3 separate regions of the Sus scrofa genome follow, and all the other regions are linked to region 1. A link is a contact called in public HiChIP or PLAC-seq data. All regions are on one chromosome and are shown on one strand. Each heading gives the region's core, a stretch centred on a gene start, on an enhancer-like site or on the middle of the called end of the contact. The rest is flanking DNA. Distances are from core to core; before and after follow the strand shown.

Region 1 (3,749 bases), core at 751-3,250:
TAATGATTCAGGGATGACTGTAAACAAGATTGGGGCAGGAAAGGGGGTTCTTCCAGAAAAACCCTAGAGAGCAAATGACCCCTGCAAATCCTGCAAAGTATAAGGGAGACACTCAGCAACAGTCTCTCTTATGTGACTTGGTTTAAACCTACTGGTCACAACAGCTATATGTTCATTGTTTCTTGGAAAGACCAGAACTAATGAAAAATCAATCAAGATGATCAGTTCCAACTTGTGGGAGTTCTTTCCCCACTGTGTCTGACCTGAAGCTGACAGCAGGAATTCGTGCTGCCATCTTTAAAGGTGCACACTACAAATGACCCAGTTTGCAAAACAGTCACTGAAGAGACATGGTTAAAGTGGTCACAGCAGAACTACATCATGCTGCAGAAAGAGGCTGTTCTTTTCACAGTGTAGTCAGTTCAAAGCAAAATAACAAATTCTTTCATTTGTTTTAGTTTCACATCTCAGTTTTTTTGGTCACCATTCCTTGTCAAAAATGTTTCTTAAGCATTTTTGGTGAGCACCATACCTAGGCCAGCAAAGAGCCTGACTCACAAAGTATTGATAATCCAAAATGTGGAGAGAAGAAAGGCAAACCACTGGCTGTACCACAATTTTTGTACCAAATGAACTATCAAACTGCAATTTAAAGGGAGACCTGAGGCAGACAGTGATACAATGTCCTGCTCTCCTTTCATTCTTTCTTTGACCTCTGCTTCTTTTCCTGCTTCCTTACTTTGTTTACATAGTGAGAAATCTATTATCCTCTGCTGAGTTTCAAGCATGCCTGGGCATGTTTGTCAAACTGACCTTGCAGTTTGACAAATGGGCCTGATGGGCCTCTGACTATGGACCCAGACTGGGTCTGCTACTTAAATTCAAACACATCCACACAAGTCTGGCAAATTAGTAGGGGGAGATCGGGGTATGTGTAACATTCAGAAAACCTCCCAACAAAAGAACTCATTCTCAGGGAAGAAAAAGAGCCTTATACAATGAGGACTGGTTTATTTTCCCTTCCCAAAATAATAATTTTTTTAATTGAGGTAAAATTGACATCCATTATATTAGTTTCAGGTGTAGAACATAATGATTCGATCTTTGCAAATGTTGGAAAATGATCACCACACTCTATTAACATCCATCACTGTACATAAAGAACTTCTTTCTTTCTTTTTTTTTTTTTTTTCATTATCTTTTTAGGGCCTCGTGTGCAGCATATGCAAGTTCCCAGGCTAGGGGTTTAATCAGAGCTGCAGCTGCTGGCCTATACCACAGCCACAGCAATTCAGGATCCATCCAAGCCACATCTGTGACCTACATCACAGCTCATAGCAACTCCAGATCCTTAACCCACTGAGCAAGGCCAGGGTTTGACCTCGAATTCTCATTGGATACTAGTGGGGGACGTTACCACTGAGCCACATCAGGAACTCCCAAGTTATTTATTTTTTAACTGGAAGTTTGTACCTTTTGACCCCATTCACCTGTTTTACCCCACCCCTGGCATCCACCAATAATGTTAATTTTTCCTGTATGGGTCAAATTTTAGTATATGTCTTGCTGAGGTTTGCACTCACAATAACTGTTTTTCAGTCCTGGGATACTGGGACACAGGGTTAGAATCTGTGTACTTAATGGAATCATCGCTATTAGAGGATTACAGGCCTGAAGAAACAGGCCTGAAGGGTGCCCTGCATCAGAGCCTGGCTGAAGGAGAGGAGGGGCAGGTAATTGCAGTTCAAAAGCAGACAGCCATTCATGGCGGCCCTTACTGTAATGATATTCATGCTTAAGCCAAGGGGCCCAAAAGTACCCAACTCCTGCTCAGCCCAGACATCTCTCCTCACCACAGGTCCTGAAGAAGATATTTAGAAGCAATGAAATATGAGAAATCAAAGGCCTGGTGCCTAAAATCCCCATGCAGAGCTCCCGGATTAACAGGCCAAGAACATGTTTTAGGCATATACCAAAATGAGCTCTCTCCCTCCCCTTATGCCCAATTTGCATCTTGGCATCGTCCCTCCCTTAAGCCAGCTAGCCTCATGGGATAAGAAACCAAAGTAAAAATAGCCCAAATAGTGACCTGAAATCTGACCTAACAAAGCCTGAGAAAGAAGCAGCAACTGGGGTGGGTGGGCTCGGAGAATTTAGGGAAAGTGGTTTAATCACCAACACTTGATGATAACGTGATTGACCATATTAGTTCTCAAAAGTGAAATTTTAGGGAGTCACTTCAGCAAACAGGAGAAGGAAAAAAAACTAGGGAGCCCAAAACATTGTGGATTAAATCAATACGGTATTTCAATACCATAACCCAAAAGGAACAAAAATGTTAACAACGATTTAAATATTAACATTGCTCCCTGGCCCATAATACGTAAAGGAGTGGCATTTTTCTGGAACACATCCATTTTTGTAATTACTTAACTGACTAATCCAACAGAGCTATATTTACTAAACTCTAAGCTCACGACCAAGGGTTTTTCTTTTTGATACATCTTAAAACATCTCAAAGTACTTTAAACTGTCATTGTATGAGGATTTATTAGAAAGCTAATGGTATGTAACATAACTGCTATGGTTTTAGTAAATAGTAAAATCAATGCAGTCTCTTAAATACCCATGTAAATAATAAAATGATTCATAAGTCTTCAAATTATAATAGTCACTATGTATGTTACTCAGAAAAAAAAAGAAAATTTCCCACTGCAGCATGGTTTTGAAATTTCTTTGTGGTCATGAAACCTTTTTCAAGAGCTCTACCTCACACAGACATTCCCTATAATTTACTCTTTTACGACAAGTAAAAGCGGATCTGCTTCAGAGGTGTGCTAGTAAATATTTAACAAGGAGCACTCCAGGAAAAACTGATTTGGAGGTGTGCTGCTTTCTATGGAGTCAATGCTCCCACCGTGGCCATGACTGAAGGAAGGCACCTCATCTGCTCCTGTGAACAGCCCACCCTGGAGACCCCTGTCCCCCAGCACTCACTCTCCTCTGTATCGATACCCCCAAAGGGCCCAGTTTAAAAAGTCACAGTAAGATAACTTTGTAACAAGGAAACTTTTTGATGGTCATCTCTAAGATTGCTAAATTGCTGCTTATCAATACTTAGAAATCCTGTTTTCCTAGCGTTATCTTATGAGTCAATGATAGAGCTTTGAAAATACACAGTTAGGAATTTAGTAACCACCAATAGACAACTCCCCCTCTCCCTTTAAATAACCTTTCAACCCTGATCTTATGACATTCCCAGTCTATATTTTACACACATTTTGTCTCAAAGTTGGTCTTATATGGAATTCTAAATAGGGCATACAAATTAATTCTTAAAAATTTGCTCTTGGAGTTCCCATTATGGCTCAGCAGAAATGAATCTGACTAGCATCCATGAGGATGCAAGTTTGATCCCTGGCCTTGCTCAAGTGTTGCCGTGAGCTGTGGTGTAGGTCAAAGACAGGGCTTGGGTCTGGTGTTGCTGTGGCTGTGGCATAGGCCAGTGGCTACAGCTCCAATTCGACCCCTAGCCTGGGAACCTCCATATGCCGCCGGTGCATCCCTAAAAAAGGCCAAAAAAATTTTTTCTTGGCTCTTAAAATTATAAAAATCAGAGTACACAGACATCTGAGACCCACTACCCCCCCCCACCTTCCTTATCTCTTTCTCTAAAATTCTCTCTCATCTCCCTCTAAACCCTTCCATCTCCTTCACTATCTCTTGGAAAGTTATAATATGTTTGGAGC
Region 2 (3,749 bases), core at 736-3,235, 230 kb after region 1:
CTCAGAAGTCACTCACCAGGTTAAGTCACTCTTTCACTGAGAAAGAGTGAATATATGAGGGTTGGGAAGAGGCCAGGACTGTTAACTCTATGGAAATCTCTCCACTTTGGAAACTGGAGGCTGAAGAAAGGAAGTTTTGCTGGAGTGTTGTTGGGCAAGTTAAGGGAAGGGCTGAAAATTTTTTGGTAAATAAGTCTTCCATCTGCATCATTTTCATGTGTTATCCCCATTGCCTACTGAATATATTACAGTTTCCTCCTGGGGCAGTTAAGGTCCTCCAGGAGCATCTATGTAAATCAGCCTTTCCAGGCCTGTCTCTTATTTCCTTGATGCCTACTGTGTATTCTAGCCACGTACCAGAATTATTGCTATTCCCAGAACATGGATTTCTCCTCCCCCTTTTCTTTCTTTGAATATGTTAGTGTTTCTCAAAGTATAGTACACATAGTACTGATGGTCCTTCATCATCTGGAGTGGTACAAATTTATTGGGTAGTTATAAATGTTTGTATATATTATTACCTATTATTTTTTAAACCTTTATTGAACTATTATCAATTTGTTATAAAAGTATATGCTCAAATCTTAAGTTTATAGCTTAATTGCTTTTTACAAAATGAGCAGATCCATCTTGTGAGTATTTGTTAGTATTTAGATTAAGAAATAGCACATTACCAGTACCTCAGAAGCTCTCTTCATGTTCCTTTCCAATACCTTCTCCCACCAGGATAACCACCACCTTGACTTCTTATACTCTAGTTTGGATTCGCTTATTTTGAACTTGGTATAATTCATATAGTAGAATGTAGACACATACAGCGTGTACCCTTTTGTGTGTGGCCTGTTTCCCTAATATTATGTTTACTATATTCATTCACACTGTTACTTTTAGCTGTATTTTGTTCATCCTCATTGCTGAATGGTTTTCCACTGGGTGGATATACACCACGATTTATCCATTCTGTTATTGGTGGGCATTTAAGTGGTTGCTAGTTTTAGGTTTGAATATTTATTTATTTGTAATATGAAGTACATGTCAAACTAGTGTTTTTACAGACTTACTGTATAGAAATGGGCTGAAATAATTAAAATAGTATTTAGTATTTAATATGTTCAGTTTTCTTATATATATCAGTTGTCTGGGGTAACAGACAAAATTTAGGTACTAAATCATTCTTTTAAACATACTAAATTGAATTTGTAAACACAGTGACCTGAAAGTCTTGGCAGTGTTCAGATGAACTTATTTATAAACTTACAGGATTTCAGCTTAAATCTACAGGTCTGTTACTCAGATTAACATTTTAAATGTGTTTCAAGTCAGTCATTTTTTCAGGCTAGATTCTTTTAAATTTTGTAAGTATATAAAAGGTCAATTTTTGCTTCGCTCTCTTAAAAACATTATCATCTGATTTTGATTCTCTTCTCTCTCTCTCTTTTTTTTTAGGGCCACACCTGCAGCATATAGAAGTTTCCAGGCTGGGGTCATATCCAAACTGAAGCTGGAGGTCTGTGCCATAGCCACTGCAACATGGGATCTGAGCCACATCTGCGACCTACACCACAGCTCATGACAATGCAGATCCTTAACCCACTGAGTGAGGCCAGGGATTAAACCCACATCTCATGGATACTAGTTGGGTTTTTTTTTTTACCACTTAGCCATGACGGGAACTCCTGATTCTCTTCTCTTAACCTCTTTTTCTCTAAATTAAATTCGTATATTTAATTCTAGATTGTTCTGCAGCTGAATTATGCTTGCTGTTTAAGGAAGGCTGTTACCGTTCTTAAGTAACTGCAGTTTTGATAAGGGAGTTTTGCCTCCTGAGTGAGATTTGGAACTATAGGTATCATCTTAGTACTCACTAAGAAAAATATTGTATTGTGTAATAATGTTGGTCTTTTCAGCATATCTCCAGTTTACTAACCTAGATTTGGGCTAGGTTGCTGACCAGATTCTTGTCAGTAACTTCACTCCGACTCTCCAAACTCTATTTATAGTTGCCATGTCAGCTACCTCATACCATCAAGTGGGGAGTGTTCATGTATCTCAGGGCCTTGCAGCCAAGTAATAAGAATTATTTAATTTTTATACTCACAGTTTGCAACTTCCATTCAGATTCATTATGTGGTTGGATTTTGCATTTCTTCTGTAGATGTTCAAATTTTATAGGAATCTAGCAATAAGGATATTAAAATGGTACCCACTTGAATTCTTTTCTTCAGTCAAGTCAAATTTTATGAGTCACTGTCTTCTAGAGCTTTTTGTGATGATGGAGATATTTTATGGTCTGCATAGTCCATTATGGTAGCCACTAGCCACATGTGGCCATTAAGTTCTTGAAATGTGGCTAGTGTAACTGAGGAGCTGAGTTTTAAATTTCATATACTTTTAATTAATTTAAATTTAAATGGACATGTATAGCTAGTGATATGTGGCTAGTGATACTATGTGCTATACTATAGGTGTGTTATATGTATATAGTATATGTGCTATACTATAGCACAGCTGTAGATTGATACTTAACTCATTATCTATCCTTTCTTATTCCCAATGAAGCTACTGTTCTGAGTTTTCTTACTTCTCTAAGTATTAACAGCAGTCCTGTAGTCACATCTTTCCACCTTTACTCTTTTTTTTTTTTTTTTTAATGGCCACACTTGTGCCATGTAGAAGTCCCCAGGCCAGGGATTGAATCCAAGCTGCAAGTGCACCAATGCTGGATCTTTTAACCCACTTTGCCAGAATGGGGTTGAACCTGCAACTCTGCAGTGACCCCAGCTGCTGCATTCACATTCTTAACCTTCTATGCCATAGCAGGAACTCCTCATTTTTTCTGTTTTATGTTTGTTCATTTGTTTTTTAGACTCCATATGTAAGTATAGTATTTGTCTTTCTTGGTCTGACTTATTTCACTTAGCGTATTTCCTCCTAGGTCCATCCATGTTGTCACAAATGGTAAGGTTTCATTCTCTTTTTATGACCAAGTAGTATTCCATTGTGTGTTTGTTGTATATCTTCTTTATTTGTTCACCTGTTGATGGACACTTAGATTGCTTCATATCTTGGCTTTTGTAAAAAATGCTGCAGTGAACATAGGACTACCTATGTCTTAGATCGCATGGTAGTTCACTTTTCAGTTTTTTGGGGGAACCTCAATACTGTTTTCTATAGGGCTGCTCAGTTTACATTTCCACCAATGTAAATTGGTGCACAAGGGTTCCCTTTTCTTCATATCCTCACCAAGGCATGTTACTTGTTATCTTTTTGATGATAGCCATTTTGACAAGTGTGATGTGATAATTCATTGTGGTTTTGATTTGCGTTTCCTTGATTATTAGTGATGTTGAGCATCTTTGCATGTGTCTATTGGACATCTGTATGTTGTCTTTGGAAAAATGTCTATTCAGGTCCTCTGCCAATTTTTTAAGTGGGTTGTTTGGTTTGTTTTTATTGTTTAGGTTGAGTTGTGAATTCTTTGTGAAGTTTGGATATTGATCTCTTATCAGATATATTATTTGCAAATATTTTCTCCCATTTAGTAGGCAGCCTTTTTGTTTGTTGATAGTTTCCTTTGCTGTGCAAAAGCTTTTTAGTTTGATGTAGTCTCATTTGCTTATTTTTGCTTTTGTTTCCATTGCCCAAAGACACATATCCAAAAACGTATTGTTAAGACTGATGTCAAAGAGTGTACTGCCTGTGTTTTTTTCTAGAAGTTTCATGGTTTCAGATCTTATATTTAAGTCTTT
Region 3 (3,749 bases), core at 319-2,818, 190 kb after region 1:
AACCAGACTGTTTCTACAGAGGTTCTTGGATGAGTTTTCTGCTGTCAGCCTCTTTTGGCTCCTGTTTCCTGATCTTGGTTTTTAACTTTTCCATAGATTTTGTGAGCCATTTGGTATCCTTCCTAAAAATTCCATTCTGTTTAAGCTGCTTAGAGTTGGTAGCTAGCAACTAGGAATCCTGACTTGTACAGAAACGGGTAATGAGGAGTTGATTATAGACAACAGACTCTTAGGAAAATTAGAAAAATCTAGTTATCCAGACTCATTATGTTTGAAGGTAATAAAAATCCAATTAATATTCAAAGATGGGATGCTGGAAGCCCATGGCCCGTTACAGTGGAACAGCTAAAGAAATTAATGCCTTTGATTATTAGGACTAAGGTGGGTATTAAAGACAAGACCATGGAGGACCTATTTGTTGTTGCCATAGAGCAATGTGAGGGGTATGATGAATTCAAGAGCTGTGCGCTAAGGTTAGTTGCTTCAGTTGAAGAGACCAACAAATGAAAATCTCTAGATTATCATCTTAAAACATGAACCAAAACCTAAATTGGTTCAGGTGAAATTTTTTTTTTGTCTTTTTGCTATTTCTTTGGGCCGCTCCCACGGCATATGGAGGTTCCCAGGCTAGGGGTTGAATCGGAGCTGTAGCTGCCAAACCTACGCCAGAGCCACAGCAGCGCGGGATCCGAGCCGCGTCTGCAACCTACACCACAGCTCACGGCAACGCCGGATCGTTAACCCACTGAGCAAGGGCAGGGACCGAACCCGCAACCTCATGGTTCCTAGTCGGATTCGTCAACCACTGCGCCACGACGGGAACTCCTTTTTTTTTTTTTTTTTTTTTTTTTCAGGTGAAATTTTTAAAAGAAACTTACAGCCCTAGAATTGAGAGCTATAAACCAATATTTGTTCTTACTGATTGCTGACTTGCATTCACCTTGAATTCGCCTCCTTACTTGGGGTCTTACAAGAACATACATTAAGGTGCTAATTCAGAAAGAGTTACAGCTTTGGAGGAGATCAAGATGATGGAGTAGGAGGACGTGGAGCTTACTCCTCCCCATGAACATATTAAAAACACACCTACATGTGGAGTAATTCTCACTGAAAACAAACTGGAGACAGGCAGAAAGGCTCTTTTATAACCAAGGCTGTAGAGAAAGATCCAGACGGAGTTCAGTAATAAAGGTAGAGAAGTGATGGTGTAGGGATCTGAACCCCTAGGAAGGGACACTGAAGAGGAGGGGGATATCACAGGATCAGAGATCCTCCTAGGAGAGTGAGTGCTTTGAAACACATATTAGTCACCCTAGCTCTGAGGTCTGATACTGGGAAGATAAGTCCCCTTAGCTGGTTTGAAAGCCAGGGGGACTAACAGGAGGACTGTAAGAAACCTAGACTCCACTAGTAAAGAGCCGCACAAACTTGCTTACTCTCAGGAACAAGGTAGAAGAAACAGATTGAAGCTGCCTGGAATTCTGGCCAGTTTCCCATGACAGACCTGGCATGTGCCCCAGCGTGCACCCCAGCCCATGCCAAGCACCTGCTCTGGGCCCTCTAGCTCTGGTGCAGCTCCCCAGCAGGGCAAAGGTTGCCATTGCCAAGCAGTGTGTATAGCTGTGGGGGATGGAGGGAGCTCAGACCTGCAATTGCATCTGAATGGGCTGCCATTACTGGCATTCACAAAGGCAGCAGATTGGGAACTATTTGAAATGCTGACGTGTCAAGACCACCTTGGTTCATATTCTGGTGCACACCAAGCACCACGCTGCCCCCTCTTATTCTGGTGCACCTCCCCACAAGGGAGCCAAACAAGGTAGGAAAAGTCATTGCTGGTGCTCACAGAGGCAGCATTTTGGGAGAAGTCTGGAACTCTGACTTGTACACTAGGACCACACCCATGAATGTCCCAGCCCACACTGGGCACCAGCTCTAGCCCTTCTTGCTTCAGTGCTGCTCTCCTTTGGGGTGAAGGTAACAATGTGGGGAGAGGTGAGAGTTCACGCTCAGAGGGAACAGAACTAGCTCAGACCTAAACTGCAGGGTTTCTGCTCTAGCACGTTGGGACCTGCCCCTGCCCCTTTAGGGCAATGTCAGCCACTAAACATAGGAAAAGCTCATACCTGGCTCTGGCTCTAGCTCTTCCACCTCCAGCTTAACCTGCGATGAAGGGGACAGCTGCCAGCACACTCTGTGGGGAAAGCTAACTCATGATCACATCAGATTCAACTCTCCCACAAAAGCCACTGGGCACAGAGACTGCATAGAGAGTATCTCACACCAGGATACCCCTTCAAGACTACAACAGATAACTGTTTCACTTAATTTCATAGAGACAAAGTTAAGCAAAATGAGAAGACAGAGGAATTTGTTTCAAATGAAAGAAAAAAAAAAAAAAAAAACCACTCTGAAGAAACAACTAATGGTGGAGTTCTCTGGTGGCCTAGTGGTTAAAGATTGGGCACTGTTATTGTTGTGGCTCGAGTTTGATCCCTGGCCTAGTAACTTCTGCATGCCATGGGAGTGGGGAAAAAAAAAAAAAAAAAAAAAAAAACTAATGAAACAGAGATAAATAATTGCCAGATAAAGCGTTCTGAGGATTAGTAATAAGAACCCTAACTGAATCAGGGAAAATAATATATAAACACAGTGATAATTTTAACAAGAAACAAGAAAATATTTTAAAAAGCAAGCAAACAAATCAGAGCTGCAGAAAACAATAACTGAAATGAAAAACACACTAGAAGGAATTAACAACAGGTTAGGAGATAGAGAAGAACATATAGGTGGTCTGGAAGATAGAATAATGGAAATCACAAAACAGAACAGTGAAAAGAAAAACAAATTTAAGAATGAGAACAGTTTAAGGGAATTCCAGGACAATATCAAGCATACTAACATTCACATTACAGGGGTCTCAGAAAGAAAAGAGAGAAAGTAAAAGGATCAAAAATGTATTTGATGAAATTATGGCTGGAAATTCCCTAAACTTGAAGAAGGAAACAGATATCTGGTATAGGAAGTGCAGCGAGTCCAAAACAAAATGAACCCAAAGAGACTCACACTAAGCATAAAATAATTAAAATGGTAGAAGTTAAAGAGAGAATTCTAAAAACAGTAAGAAAAAAATAAAGAGTCACATAAAAGGGGATCCCCATAAGCCTATCAGATGATTTTTCTGCAGAAACTTTGCAGTCCAGAAGAGAATAGCATGATATATTTAAAATGTTGAAAGAAAAAAACCTACAACCTAGTACATTCTATCCAGCAAAACTATCATTCAGAATTGAAGGAGAGACGAAGAATTCAGACAAGCCCAAAATGGAAGAGTTAATTAATACTAAACAGATCCTAAAAGAATTGTTAAATGGTATTTTCTAAGTGGAAAAGGGTACGAGAAGTAAGAATTTATAGGAAAGGAAAAGTTCCACTAGTAAAGGCACACAAATAGTAAAAGCTGTTGAATAACCACTTAAAGAAGCTAGTTCGAAGATTAAAAGACAAAAATTGTAAAATCAGCTATAACTTCACTAAACCGTTAAGGGATAAGCATGAATATGTAAAATATGACATCAAAAACACAAAATGTTGGAGAGGAGTGAAAGACATAGGTCTTTTAGAATGTATTTGAACTTACCTGATTATCAGTTTATAACAAGTAGATATAGTTATAGGTCAACATACATAGACGTGGGTACAAATCAAAAACCTACAATGGATCCACAAAAACTAGAGAGAAACATGCC

The links. HiChIP or PLAC-seq counts read pairs in DNA pulled down with a chosen protein or histone mark.
Region 2: an H3K27ac HiChIP or PLAC-seq map of skeletal muscle shows a contact between it and region 1. The contact joins two enhancer-like sites. A contact is called at or near these places in 1 of 47 Hi-C or Micro-C datasets (embryonic fibroblasts) and 2 of 2 datasets of contacts at active chromatin or transcription factors (alveolar macrophages and skeletal muscle).
Region 3: an H3K27ac HiChIP or PLAC-seq map of skeletal muscle shows a contact between it and region 1, with 7 times the contacts expected there. The contact joins two enhancer-like sites. A contact is called at or near these places in 1 of 5 promoter capture datasets (liver), 24 of 47 Hi-C or Micro-C datasets (adipocytes, adipose tissue, brain and 13 more) and 2 of 2 datasets of contacts at active chromatin or transcription factors (alveolar macrophages and skeletal muscle).

The regions. Positions count from the first base shown.
Region 1 is chr15:82,918,636-82,922,384 of Sscrofa11.1, forward strand. All of the region lies in intron 2 of LOC110256983 (a long non-coding RNA gene), which reads right to left. Among named protein-coding and RNA genes, the nearest start is that of HNRNPA3, 38 kb to the right of the region's middle. Within about 2 kb of position 2,001, at least 15 of the 83 cell types and tissues checked have an H3K27ac peak or open chromatin away from gene starts, as enhancers often do. A contact at or near this core is called in liver and skeletal muscle, where this site is marked.
Region 2 is chr15:83,151,981-83,155,729 of Sscrofa11.1, forward strand. The region is part of intron 1 of AGPS (alkyldihydroxyacetonephosphate synthase, peroxisomal); the gene reads left to right. Among named protein-coding and RNA genes, the nearest start is that of NFE2L2, 7.7 kb to the left of the region's middle. Within about 2 kb of position 1,986, at least 1 of the 83 cell types and tissues checked has an H3K27ac peak or open chromatin away from gene starts, as enhancers often do. A contact at or near this core is called in skeletal muscle, where this site is marked.
Region 3 is chr15:83,109,948-83,113,696 of Sscrofa11.1, forward strand. All of the region lies in intron 2 of NFE2L2 (nuclear factor erythroid 2-related factor 2), which reads right to left. Among named protein-coding and RNA genes, the nearest start is that of AGPS, 34 kb to the right of the region's middle. Within about 2 kb of position 1,569, at least 6 of the 83 cell types and tissues checked have an H3K27ac peak or open chromatin away from gene starts, as enhancers often do. A contact at or near this core is called in liver and skeletal muscle, where this site is marked.